Regions from separate parts of the Mus musculus genome. Here region 1 is linked to region 2. Evidence: chromatin contacts called from public promoter capture Hi-C data. All regions are on one chromosome and are shown on one strand. The core of a region is the stretch at or near the end of the contact, and the rest is flanking DNA. Distances in the headings are between cores, read along the strand shown.

Region 1 (7,200 bases), core at 2,585-5,084, 74 kb after region 2:
TGGGTGGAGAGTCCTCTCCTGCACAAACACACCCTTTGGAACACCAGGGCCACAGGGAGGCCGTCCATCCTCCCCTCCATCCTGAGGCCTTACTCAAGTCTGGTTCCCCTCCTCATGCTGTGAGGTAAGGGTTAGGGTGAAGCAGACTCGGGATGCTTGCGTTCTCTCAAGTCTCAGCACTCTGCTTCCATTACTGGATTTAACAAGTAAACACGGGATGCCCAGCTCAATGTAACGATCAGAAACACAGCACACGGTGGCTTTTCGTATAAGGATATGCCAAACAGCTATTCCGGATATACTCAATTTAAGGTGTCTTCAGTTTGTCCGAAATTTGTCTAGTGGTGGTGTATTTGCCTGATAACTCTGCCCTGCTTACTGCGCTCCGCAGATTAGGGTAGGTTCGCATTGGAATTATCCTATCATGGTGCAGAGGAGGGAGCAAGGACTCAGAACTCCCGGGAACGGTGGACTGGGCCTCACAGTAGGGTCTGGGTACTGCTTCTTGGCTGGAGGGGAATGAACTGATCAGCAAAGTTCCACCTTCTGCTCTCTCCTTGGCTAGAAGGTGCCCTAGGCCACACGCCACAGATTAACACCCAGTTGGGGGACACAGTATTTATCCAGATATCAAAAGGTCACCCCTTCTGGGGATGGCTCAACAGGGAAGATGATCTTCCTGTCTTCTTCCTCAAATACATATGTTCCTACTGTGACTGGGTTGACAGACCGCTCCTTCTGTCCCAGGCTGAGAGAGACAGAATTTAAGCGACAAAGGTTACTGAGACATCCAGATAGGAGGCTTGGTTTCATTCCAGAAACATTAAATGGGAAAAAACAAAACCCAGGGATAGAGAAATGGCTCAGTGAGTAAAACGTGAGGACTTGGGCTCTCTGACATCCATGGGGGCGGGGGTAGAAGAACTGGACATAGTGACCCACACCTATAATCCCAGCACTGGGAAAGTGGAGACAAATGCTCCCCGAGGCTTGCTGGTCAGCTAGTCTTACCTACTCAGCGCACTTCAGGTTCAGTGACAGATTCTGTCTAAAAGAATAGGGTGGATATCAACAGAGAAATAACCTGACCTTGACCCCGGCCTCCATACAAACATACAATATATGTGCACACATATGTGCACATGGCTGCACACACACATGAACAAACATACATGCATGCAAACACAAATACCCACAGACAGTAAAGGTGCAAAAAAAGTAAATAAACCCATTTCAGGTCCAGAAAGTTCTTTGAGATTCTTCCTAAGAAACAATAAAGAATCAAATAGTGAAGCCAACATGATCTCTTGCACACAGAGATGGGGAGGAAATCCAAGCACATAATCACATTTGCAAGGAAATCCTGGAGGGGAACTCCAGGAATAAAGGCCATACGGGAGCCCCGATGTGGGGAGAGGTGAGAATGGGTGGGAGTGGAGATAGTGAACCCCTTCACTGTAGTCCTTTGTACATGGTTAGGGTCTAGAGCGATATGCTTGCATGCCCACAAAATGTAATGAAAGAAACCCAAACACGTCCAGTTCCCAGCCTTCTCTGTCTTTCTCTGGGTGAACCACATCTTGGTTCAAAAGTCCCAGATGGGCTGGCGAGACACTTAGTGAATAACGGTGCTAGTTGTCAAGACTGACAACTGGAGCTGAATCCTGGGCCCAGCAAAGATCCACACAGGAGAAGTAGGCGGCTTCTGGCCTCCATATCCTTGCTGTGGCATGTGCATCCCTCCTCCCATACACAAATGTATACACATACAAAGTAAATAAATAAATGTCACTTAAAAACATTTTTTAAATGTGGGAGGGGGAGTACTTATGTAACCAAACCCTTCTCTCCTCCTAGGGGGCCAACATAGCTCATTGGCGGAACTTCATCAGGCCTCAGGTCTTGGCTGGCTGGAACTAAGTTCTACCGGCAGACCCCATCTGTTCTGCAGGCAGCATGGGTCCCTGTCAGAACCCCTACACACCCATGCTCCACTCCCCCCGATGAGCCCTCATAAACACGTTGTTTAAATCTAATAGCCATCCGTGAAATGTCAGCTGGTGCCTACAGTACAGGAAGGAAGATCTGGCAGGAAGGGAAATGACAGGGCAGGGCACAGCACCAGAAGTGAGAAAAGATGGCCCCCACAGGACCTCTGCAGAGGACGCCTCCGGATCCCGAGCAGGCCAGGTGGCTTCCTTGCTCGGCTGCCAAGTTAACCCAAAAGATGATGGAATGTTCCAGCAAGCGGTCTCCAGCCCCCAGCCCCTGATCTAGGTCAGCAAGCTCTTCCACAGGCCTGAGACACACAGGAGTGTTTAGGCAGCTGGACAGCCTTGCAGAGTAAAACCTTACAGGTCTGTGGAGAGGGGGAGGGGAAAGAACACTTACAGGATCCTAACTAGTGTCCGGTTAGACAGTGTAAGTGAGTTCCACAGGGACTGTGCACAGAGAGCCCAGGTGGGATGGACAAACAGCCCCTCCCCGACCCACTCCACGGAAATGTCACACCAGAGATTTGGGAAGAAAAGGACAGAACCGTCAGGAGAAAACGTTTCCCATCTATTTCAGCTCAATGCTACAATTTGTGGATTCAGTACTGGTTTGTGGTCATGTGTGCACAGACACCATGGGCTACCCTGTGACAGGACTGTAGAGTTTGTGGTTGAGGCTGGGCATGAGGAATGCACACAGCTTCCCCACCAGGGACATGTGACACCAGTGCCACAGAGCACATGGGCTGCAGTCAAGGTTGGTGTCACCTTGGACAGAAAATCCTCCTCCATTTCTTGTCCAGCCAGCATCCACACAGAATAGCTAAGCAAAACTGATAAGGATGCCCTGAAATCACGTGGGGATGTGCATCTTCTAGGTCAGAGAGTTGCCAGTCGGGGCATATCTGCCTTTGCTGAGTTCTTCCTGGTGATGCTATACCCTCCATTTACTCCCATTTCCCAGATGAGAAAACTAAGGGCTGGAACAAACAACACAGAACCTCCTTTGGGCTCAGAAGTATCCTGTGTAAACATTTGGTGCCAATCCAGTGTGCCTCTAGGATAGACAGCAGGGAGTAAGTCGTGGATATGACTGGAAACCTGAGGGCTAAGCAGGAGTCTGACAAAAACAGAGTTGCCACCATTCTCTACTGCAGTGGAGACGTGCGTGCGCTTTACAAACTTCCTGGTTGGAGCTATTCCCATTCCCAAACCAGGCTTGCAGAAACCTGTTCCCACTACCCAGGATACAGCCCAATCCCTAGAGTCTCTTCACCCTCCGGTTACCGAGGGTTACTTCACGCTATAGTGCATGTGGCCTTGCAGGCCCTTGAGTCAAGCTTGTCAGTCATTGCCCTGACTGTCTCCCTCTTCGGCAGGGTTCAGGGAACTCTCTCTATCCCCCCTCCCCCGCTTTGAAGGCCACCATATCAAGAAGGCTGTGAAGGCTTCCCGATATGGCTACGGCAGATAGCCTCGTGCCCCGGATGCACTGGCTCCTCCCTGATTCCCCGAGGATACCGCTCCATTTCCTCACAGAAACAGTTTTTTTCTATCAGCTTCTAAAGAAAAGCTTTGAGTGGACAGCACAAGCCAGTTCTTTTCCTTGGAGGGGGAATCCTGTCTGTGACCATGCTTCTGCCTAGCTCAGTCCCTGCAGGAGCACCACACATGGGGACATGTCTGTTGGTGGGTTACCTGAGGCCCCTGCTCCGTTTTGGCATCGAAGGGGTCTCCAACTGGCCTCTTCTTGGCGAACTCCACACTCCTCCTCACAAACTCCCCGTAGACCTGCTCTTCCACGAACACCCTGGAGGCCGCTGTACAGCACTGGCCTTGGTTGAAGAACACTCCCTGGTGAGCACACTCGACGGCCAAGTCCACTGGGGGTGGGTCGGGGGAGGCAAGAGGAAGCGATTAAGTTGTTACAACAGGCCTGACAGCTGCAACTCTAATTACCCCCACAAGAAAACAGGGCCCAGATGACTGCATTTCAGAAACTAATTTTTCTTTCTTGGCGCTTCCCAAAGGAGAGGACGGGGAGAAGGATTTTTAGATTCACCAAGTCAGAGTTAAGTAAGTCTGGAGACTCAGGCTCTCTTGGTGCCTTTAATGTGCTAATGAGTGTCCAGTGGGAGCACTTTCCAGTTTAACTGTCCATAGAACTCCCCACCCCAGCTTTCCTGTCCCTAGAGGGACTGACTGTATCTCAGCAGGGTTGGACCAGGACAGTCTCACAAGGATCTCAGACCTCCCTGCACCCCACCCCTGCATCTGGGCCAGGGGCCAGGTTAGCGTGGCCCCTCCTGAAGACATCAGTTAATTTTCTGGTCCCTGGTGGGAACCAGGAAGGATGAGTGAAGTGACAAAGTATTGCATGTCACCCTGAACATTATGTCAGGATTTAATTTGGGAGAATGGCACTCCCTGGAGGAGGAGGCCCAAGGAAAAAGGGGAGCAGGCTCTGTTTTCATGACCCTTGGGGAACCAGCCCCTACTTAGGGTTCCCCTCGTCGGTATAGGGACAGCAGGTGGGGCAACACAAAACAGGACTGGCTCTTTGGGAAGGGAGATTGGGACCCTAAGTGTGAGTCACAGGAGGGCTAAATACAAAACTGTTCCAGTGACTCTGGGAGCAGCATTGCTCAGACCAGAGATGGGCAGATCCTCTCCGCAGCCTCTCTGGGAAGAAGAGCGAGTTCTTCCTCACTCTCCTCTCCCACTGAAAGTCAGTTTTAGGGAAAGAAACCGGTCCTTCACATTGTGTTATCATTTCTCAGGGCTATTTGCCATTCCAGCCTTATCTGGGCGCGGAATGGAAGCCTTTGATCTCTGCAGCAGGGATTTCTGGCACGAGGGGACAGTGGGGGAGGCTGTTCTCTATGGCATGGGTGCTCTCAGGTCTTCCATAAGTGACCCAGTGATCAGAAGATGAATGCTCACCGTGGTCCTTCCTGCCCTCTTCTGGACACAAGCGCCAACAATAACATACACACACTTTAATACTGCGTCACCCAGCTCTGGCAAGGCACAAGTTGTGCCCAGCTGTGTGCCAGAGAAGAGCCACACAGGAGTGACACCCAGAGCATGGTTTTTTATGTTTTGAAGGGTCAGCAAGGCTGTCCTCTGGTGTGCCAGCTGCTGTGTCAACTCTTTCAAGAGCCCAAGAAGACTGTAGCCTCAGTGGCTTAAAGATAGAAAACTGGACGCCCAGAGTGGAGAGCCTGCCTCCTCCTTCCCTAGCCCAGAAGGGGCCCTGTAGGAGAGACTAGACCCTGTGTACAGACTCCCCACAGCCTCCTCTATCTCCTTAGGGGCAGGAAGGTGAACTTAGCCTTCAGGTGCAGACCCTGCACTACCCGTAAGCCACATACTTGCACAGCTCAGCAATGTTCTGCCCTCTACAGGCTTGGGCCTGTAGGGGACAATGGCAGGCCTCATGAGGAAAGCATCCCATTGTGTGTGTGTATGGGTCCTGAATGCACACCAGGAGGCGAGGAGAGACCCATAGCCCCAGTGACTCACAGTCAGCATCTGCACACACGATGCACGGGTTCTTGCCTCCTAGCTCCAGTGTGACCCTCTTCAGGTTGCTCCGGGAGGCGGCTTCTCTGACCAGCTTTCCAACCTTCAGGGCAACAATTAGGCTCTGTCAACTCTTAGATGTGGTGAGCGTGTGCAGGCACGCTTTGGGCACCCTGGTCACCTGCCTCAGTGATGCACCCCAGGCATGATGCATCATACTGTCACCCAGCCTTGGCTCACCAGGCTGACCACTGCAGCGGGGCACCATGCTGGGTGACCTGGCACTCCTACTAGTCACAGCGGAGACTCTGCCAGCCCAATATGGAGGTGGTGCTGGTTTGAGAGGTCTGTCAAGCCAGGGAAACACCAAAGATGACATGTGACATGTTCTCTAGAACCCTTTAAAGACCGAGCCCACCTTGGGAGGAGGAGTGAGAATCGGTAGCTGAGGGAATGCCACAGGACCACCCTCCCACATACCCTGACAGGGTCTCTCTGGGACCTGAGCACTCAGTTGGATGCAGGGCTGGCCTAGTGTGCCTCCTGACTCATCCTGTCAACAAGTTTAACAAGGCACCAGAGCCTCAGAACTGGGAAAGACCTGGGAGACCAAGTCAGACCCTGAGACTTTAAGCTGGAGAACTGTGTCCACATTGCCTGGACCTGTTTAATACCATGCAAGGGAATGATGGTTGTAGGCCAGAGTCTAATTTTTTTTTTTAAAGATTTATTTTATTATTATATGTTAGTACACTGTAGCTGTCTTCAGACACACCAGAAGAGGGAGTCAGATCCTGTCACGGATGGTTGTGAGCCACCATGTGGTTGCTGGGATTTGAACTCTGGACCTTTGGAAGAGCAGTCGGGTGCTCTTACCCACTGAGCCATCTCACCAGCCCCAGAGTCTAATTCTTATTGGACTCTCTAAGGATGCTCACTCTGGTTGCCAAAAGGATTGGCAGGACTGGGGTAGGTAGCATTTTGCTTGTCTTCTTCTTTTTTTTTTAATTGATTTGTTGGTACTCTTCACATATGAAGGATATATAAACATTTGGAGAGCTACATGCTGTACAACTGGTTTTCTCCCAGCTTATTTATCATCGCTTGGTTTTAATGATGTTGTTTATTATATGGATGCTTTACATTTTTATTTTATCTTATCTCTCAGCTATTTTTTTTTCGTAAGGCTTCCAAACTCTATTAGCTATTTATTTAGTTTGGGAACTGGAAAATTTTTCTAATAGTTTACGAATAGGTTTAGAAAAAGAGAAGCAAATAGTATTTGAGCTTCTCAAGGAAACGTCGGTGGGTCTCAAATAATGGAGCAGTTGTTGTCTCTGGCAGCAGCTCACAGAGAGGGCGTACCTCTGTGGAGCCGGTGAAGGCTATCTTGTTGATCTGCGGATGGGAGGAAATTGCTGCTCCCACAGTGGGCCCAAAGCCTGGTACAATGTTCACCACACCCGGAGGGAACCCGACCTGGGAGGGACAAAAACGGCATCAAAGGATCAGACAGACAGCACCTACTACAAACCTATCTGCAGGAGTGGCCAAGAGTTGTAGCCCTATAAAGACCCCAAGCAAAGCAGCACCCTCAGAGGGCAACTGGGTGACACACTGGCCAGGATGCACCCACATCAGCTGCAGCAGTCCCGCCCCACTGCTGTTCTTCTAATCCTCT
Region 2 (6,951 bases), core at 1,930-4,429:
GGGACGACCTGAGACCTGCAAGTGAAACTCAGGAAACCGATCCAAAACTTATGCAAAGGGGAGAGGTCAGGGTCTCCACCCAAGGAGGAGACAGGCTCTTCCGGTAGGACGGACATGTGAACAGGACTAAAGTATTTATATGATATGACAAAATGGGGTGTCTCTGAGGATCCCATAGAGTAGAATATGTATGACTTTGGAAAAGGCAAAGGATCAGAAAGACTGTGTTCCTGGGTTGTAAGGATTACCCAAGGCACCTGTAATCAAACGGCAAGGCTTTGTCAGTGTTGGTCCTTGCATACCACTCAGTATTCAGAAACTCCAAACACACACCAATATCTATATGAAAATGCCAATGGTGACTTTCAGCCCAGAGGAGAGAGGAGCGCCATTTTTATTAGTTTAGTTTATATATGGGCCAGAGTCTTGCTATGTAACTCAAACAGTCCCAAGCTGAAGATGTTTTCATCCAAGTGGGGATCATAGACAAGCTCACCACTGCAACCAACTAGTTTCCCGTGGAAATTATGCTGGAGTAACTGGTTATCCACTGAGAACTATGAAAGCCAGACCCTCCCCTCACATAAGACACAGACATGTGCAGCAGAAAAGACACAGCTTAAAGTGTAAAAACTAAATGGACAAAAATCCTGTGAGAGTCACCATCAGAGTTTTTATATAAAACCTGACTGGAAATCCCCCCTTTATACACCCCAGACCCCATAGGGCCAATAAAGGAGGTGGACTTCTGTGACAGCATGTTCTCATATCCGTGTCAGCACAAGAAGCACAGGCAAAGAGAAAATGATTGGTTGGGGGAGAGACTCGAGATACACAGGACCCACCAAGGTTCCACACCTCTAACGTGCAAGAGATTTCCAACGTGAAAATGAAAAGCTAACGCTTCAGAGAAACAGCCAACAAATGTCAGCAGGTGGCTCGTATTGCAGGGATGTAAATACTTTATGAACATGTGAGAAAATTTAATAGTCCTATTAATAAAACATGGAAATGAAAACACTTGATAACCGTGCTCCCCAGACCGGCTGGAGAAAATGAGAAGGTTCTGGAGGGGATGTCTAGTACTGGGCCAGGTGTGGGCCAGAGAGGCTCAGAGTTGCTGCTGCTGCTGCTGCTGCAGTGACTCCAGAGCAGCCTGCTTCAGGACCTCAGACTGCAGATTAAGAGAAGCAGCCACATTCTAGTAAATAAAGCTACACAACAAGAGGCAAATCCCAGGATCCCTTCAAAACCAAGTGCATATCCACAAGAGAAGAGCTGAGACGACCTTGCCCCAAAGGGCATATTTGGAAAAGCAACTTATGGCAATGTTGGCAGGTATTTTACAAAGCCAGTGTAAATAGTATAATTTTTTGTTTGTCTTCTTGTTTTTAGATGGGGCCCCATGCATCTCAGGCTGGCTCTGGGCTCTAGGTGAGTTAAGGATGACACTGCACCCCTGATCTGCCACTCCTCTGCACCCCAGTTGCTGGGAACACAGGCCTGCGCCATCATGTCCAGCTCCCTGTCTTCGTTCATAGTGCTCTTACAGCGTTCCTTGAGGAAATGTATGAAGGGATATTTCCTAGCTTGGTAGATTACTTACCTCAAGAAGAGCAGGCTCATACATTTCATTACACCAAGCCTTCCCACCCACCCCCATCCCCGCCCACCCCCTGCTCCAGAATTTTTACCTCTTAAAAATACACCCTACCTGCATAGCGTAAAGTGTTACTCAGTTTAAGAGAAAATTTAAAACACATATATGACCTACTTGACTGGTTTTGTAAATGTGTCAAAGCCTGGAGAAAGCCCCATCCAAAGCTGTGTCTCAGACCCTTCCCCAACTCACGATTTTCCCGGGATAGCTGCTGGGCAGGGCGCTGGCTTCGATGAAATACTTCCTGAGCAGATGTTTGCTTGGCTCAGGACTATCCAGCAGGATGTAGGAGCAGAAATAGGCTCCGTGCCGAAGCAGGAATATGGCAATGTCTTCATTCCCTGATGGGACAAACCACACAGAGCTCAGGGCATCCAGATGTCCCAGTGGCCATTTCCACTCGGGGGTGGGCGGTGTTCGTGCTTAGAGAGCAGGCCCTAGGTTACTTCCCTGATGAACCCAATTCCTGGCAGAGAGGGTTTATGGAACTTTGATCTTTGAGTGCTGCACAAGAGGTCCCTGCCACCCAGTGGGTGGGGGGCAGTTGGGAGGAGCAGCTATTTTGATAAAGACACTAAGGATAGGGCCAGGGATATGGCCACATTAGTGAAGTGCCTGCTCAGTTGTGCAGCCATGTTCCAGCCTCAGAATTCACACACACAAAGATCCAGTGGTTAGGAGCACTGGCTCCTCTTTCACGGGACCTGGGTTTAATTCCCAGCACCCACATGGAACTTACAACTATCTGTAACCCCAGTTCCAGGGGACCCGACGCCCTCACACAGACAAACATGTCGGAAAAACAGCAACCAAAGCTCATAAAATAAAAACAAGTTATTTTATATCAGGCTTCTGTCAGCAAGCATATAGCTGTCTCCTCAGAGGCTCTACCAGTGCCCGATAAATACAGAGGTGGATGCTCTCAGCCAACCATTGGACCGAGCACAGGGTCCCCTGTGAAGGAGCTAGAGAAAGGACCCAAGGAGCTGAAGGGGTTTGCAGCCCCATAGGAGGAGGAACAAAAATATGAACTAACCAGTACCCCTCAATCCCCAGAGCTCCCTGGAACTAAGCCACCAACCAAAGAGTACACATGGAGGGTCTCATGGCTCCAGTTGCATATGTAGCAGAGGATGGCCTAGTCGGTCATCAATGGGAAGAGAGACCCTTGGTCCTGTGAAGGCTCTATGCCCCAGTGTAGGGGAATGCCAGGGCCAGGAAGCAGAAGTGGGTGGGTTGGTGAGCAGGGGGAGGGGAGAGGGGAATAAGGGGTTTTCAGAGGGGAAACCAGGAAAGGGGATAACATTTGAAATGTAAATAAAGAAAATATCTAATTAACAAAAAAGAACAGCAAATGCTCTTAAACATTGAACAATATCTCTAGAAATTAAAGATAGATCTTTACAAAAATAACTGTGGAATACAAAAAATAAGTTATTTTTAGAAAGATACTGAGCATGATGGAATCCGATTGTAATCTCAGAAACAGGGAGAGGAAGAGGGAGGGATCCATGGACGTGGAACGCCAGCCAACTGATGTGAATAGGAACTCTCCAGGCAAAATCAAGATATGCCATCTCTCTGTCCTAAGGAACAGCAGCTGAGGTTGACTTCTGGCCCTCCACACATAAACACACATCTGCACACATCTGCACCCCCCCCCACACACACACAGGAGAAAGGAAGAAGTTGCAGGAGGTCCTTTTGCAGGCCACTGGAGAATTAGCGGTAAGGGTGAAGCCAGAGTCCCACACTGGAAAGTGGGACCCTTCGCAGGGCAAGGCTGACTGTGTGGGACCCACCTGCCTTGATGGCCGCATAGAGGGGCAACCGCACAATGACGGGGAACTCATTCTTCCTGACGGCATAGTTCTCCGGGTCAGCCCCATGTGTCAGGACCAGCAGCTTCACAACCTCCAGGTGCCCTCGCTGGCAAGCCAGGGCCAGCATCCAGTTCAGTAGCCGCTGGGGGGTACAGGGACCTGGACCGGGTGAGAGGACAGAGGGAAAGTGCCTCTGAATCCTGCTGGTTGCTCCTCACGCTCATCTTCCCGTGGGCCATGAATAAAGTGCAGCTGTTCTAGGTCTGAATGAAAGCTCTGCTTCTGCCAAGTAACTCGTGTTCTCTGGCGTCATCTCAGTGCACACAGACACACCCACACAGGGCCACTACATGATGTGACCCAGTACAGAAACAAAAGGGCCTTTGGTTTTAAAATTATAAAAGAAATTCAAGGTATCAATTATAGAATATTAAGCCATGTGTGGCTTCTTCTTCTTCTTCTAAATTTCATTCCCAGAGTGTTTCAACCTGGAGTCACAGTGAAGCTCTTGACCCCTGTCCCCTATTGCTGAGCTAATACTACAAGGAAGTTATAAGAGGCTAGAACACCTTGAACTCACCAGAAGCAAATGACCAGCATACCATGGTATATCCATTCAGTGGAGTATTAGTTAGCCATAAAAAGAATAAGTTACGGAGTGATGAAAAGACACAGAGAAACTTTCGATGCATATTGCTAGGTGAGAGAAACCCATCTGAAAAGATTACCTTAGGATGTGTGACGTTCCAATTGTACACACCAAAAGGCAAAGCTAGAGGGAGAGTGGTCTCAGAGCTGACACACACAGACTTTACCTGGCAAGGACTCTAGTAGTTCACGTACTACTTCGGCGTGTCCAAAATGCGCTGCCACCACAGCTGGGTTGTCATCGGTGGGCTCCGTCGGCAGCTCCACGCGCTTCTCAGTGAGCAGGAACTGAACAGTCTCCAGATCCCCGTGGGCTGCCGCGATGCTCAGCAGCTGGCCCTGGCCAAAGCGGGACAGGATTCAGTGAGGCCAGCTCTGTAACGTCAAATGTTTCCCCGAGTCTCTGACCAGACTGCAGCACAGATGACATCATCAGCCTGTACTGCTGTGCCACACTCAGCCCTAAATGGAACATCTCTATCACCTTCTTCAAGACTCTGGGATACAATGGAAGACATGCAGAAGACGGTAAGAGCCAGAGGACAAGAAGGAGTGCTGTAACACACTTCTGATCATGACATCACCATGACCTCACGAGCCGACAGCAGCTTTGGTTCCCTGCATATCACCTATATAAGATGAGGTCCATCCGCATTTCATGATGGGTGGGGGAGAGGCCGTCTTTCTACTTTGTTACAGCCACTGGTAAGGAGCCCACATAGCACAAAAACCCACAGCCATGCTCGGGCAAGAGATTAAACCCAGTGGGTAATAAGTAAGACATGAAAGGCTTGTAGGGAAGGCGAAGAGGTTCACCGGGAGAGGTGGGGTGGACAAAAAGGCCACAGCATATAATATATGTATAAAATTGTCAAGAGAAAAAAATTAAAAATAGAAAGCCTGTCTTTATCTATGTAAATTGTCCTTTTACAGTACGGCACTGTTCTCAACCACCTGCTTCATGAAGATGGAGGCTGTATGAGCCGGAGCCAGGGCTCACCTGCCATATGACAGTCATGAACTTTAGAGAGGGGGACCTACCAAGTTCCCGGAGAATCACCTGTGGTGGTTTGAATGAGGCTCATAAATGTGAACACTTGGGAAGTGTCACTACCTGACAAGCATTGGGTGGTGTGGCCTTGCTGGAGAAGGTGTGGCCTTGCTGGAGTAGGTGTGGTCTTTCTGGAGAAGGTGTGGCCTTTCTGGAGAAGGTGTGGCCTTGCTGGAGTAGGTGTGGCCTTGCTGGAGTAGGTGTGGCCTTGCTGGAGAAGGTGTGGCCTTGCTGGAGTAGGTGTGGCCTTGCTGGAGTAGGTGTGACCTTGCTGGAGTAGGTGTGGCGTTGCTGGAGTGGGCGTGGCCTTGCTGGAGTAGGGGTGGCCTTGCTGGAGTAGGTGTGGCCTTGTTGGAAGAAGTTTGTCTTTGGGGGTAGGCTTTGAGGTTTTAGAAGCCCAAATTAGTTCCAGCATCTCATTCTCTTCCTGCTGCCTAGGGATTTGGATTAGAACTCTCAACTACTCCAGCATCCTGTCTGCCTGTATGCCACCATGTTCCCCACCAAGATGAAAATGGACTAAAGTTCTGAAACTGTCAGCAAGCCCCAGTTAAATGCTTTCCTTTCTAAGAGTTTCTACGGTCATAGCATTTCATCACAGCAATAGAAACCCTAAAACATGGCCCTGCAGGGTATTGATAAATGTATGTGACTGATGATGGGGTTCCACACACTGGAATCCAGGGACAAAGAAGCATTGGCAGGGTTCTTGATTTGAGTTCTGAGGAAGAGAACGATGGGACGGACACTGGTCTCTGCCTGAGTTCCAACTTCATTCCAGATACTCTGGCATTTAGAAGTCGGTGACAGGTAGGCAGTCTAGCAACTCACAGACCTGTGTCCACCCAAGGATCATGATGTGTGTGGGAATACACAGCTGAGATCTTAGTCCTTCCTATAACGAGGCTGCCCCCACGATCTCGAGCGAGAGCATGTGGAAGGAGGCAAGTGGAAAACCAGGCAGGAGTGAGTCAGTCAGGCCTTCCTGAAATTATAGGTAAGCTCACAGTGTGTGTGTGTGCGCACACACACACAAAACAACCAACAGAATAATTCAGAAAGCAGACATCTCCAGGAAGTATGTCAGAGCAAGATGGGCAGGAAGGGACCTCTGAGTGAGACTCTGGGGAGAGCAATGGATGTTCTCCAAGCTCTGTCCGTGTGTCGCTGCACAGAGTACTTTGTTTGCACAGTCATACAGTATCCTCAGTATGGCCATGAAAGGACTCTATTTCCATGCCAGGGATCTGAACCTGTGACCCTCAGTTAGGAGCTACACAATCGACAGAGCTACCCCGGATCTGAACTGTGGTCTGCAGCGCCGATCCACATTCTCTTCATTTCACCCAAGACCTGCCGGATAGGCCGAGACCCTTGGAGGAACAGATGAGTCCTGTAGATGGTGTGACCCCACTTGAGGCAGTGTGTCTGACAACTGAGGGGGGGTTAAACTTGCTTAACTGTAACTGGAAAACAAAAACCCACCATCCCCCTGGCCAAGTGGGGCCCGGAAAGCCCAGCCATTCCTGGAAAGCGCTTGCATTATGGAGAAAAGCCACAAGTGATTCATTAGCTGACTTCCAGGACTAAGAGCTGTCTAGACTCCTGTCCATCACAGGCCTAAAAGCCCCATTGTCAGGAGGTGATGGGTGATGTCAGAGCTGGCCACAGCCAAGAGGGACCCAGAAGACAGGGAAGGCAGGAGCTCCCTTCCTGGCTGGAGACAACCTGGTGGCTCTGGAGTATTTAATTCAGTATAAAATAAAGGG

What was found. Capture Hi-C pulls out chosen DNA fragments and counts their contacts.
Region 1: a promoter capture Hi-C map of adipose tissue shows a contact between it and region 2. The contact joins two enhancer-like sites. A contact is called at or near these places in 8 of 484 Hi-C or Micro-C datasets (the AML12 cell line, the C10 cell line, bone marrow-derived dendritic cells and 4 more), 2 of 115 datasets of contacts at active chromatin or transcription factors (double positive thymocytes and embryonic fibroblasts) and 1 of 9 other capture datasets (adipose tissue).

What each region holds. Positions count from the first base shown.
Region 1 is chr7:66,402,282-66,409,481 of GRCm38.p6, forward strand. It overlaps Aldh1a3 (aldehyde dehydrogenase family 1, subfamily A3), which reads right to left. Exons shown (of 13, transcript NM_053080.3): 7 at 6,885-6,998; 8 at 5,520-5,622; 9 at 3,693-3,877. Among named protein-coding and RNA genes, the nearest start is that of Lrrk1, 18 kb to the left of the region's middle. Within about 2 kb of position 3,835, at least 17 of the 459 cell types and tissues checked have an H3K27ac peak or open chromatin away from gene starts, as enhancers often do. A contact at or near this core is called in adipose tissue, where this site is marked.
Region 2 is chr7:66,328,817-66,335,767 of GRCm38.p6, forward strand. Lrrk1 (leucine-rich repeat kinase 1) reads right to left here. Exons shown (of 34, transcript NM_146191.3): 4 at 4,299-4,470; 5 at 3,463-3,642; 6 at 1,853-2,001. Among named protein-coding and RNA genes, the nearest start is that of Mir7057, 49 kb to the right of the region's middle. Within about 2 kb of position 3,180, at least 8 of the 459 cell types and tissues checked have an H3K27ac peak or open chromatin away from gene starts, as enhancers often do. A contact at or near this core is called in adipose tissue, where this site is marked.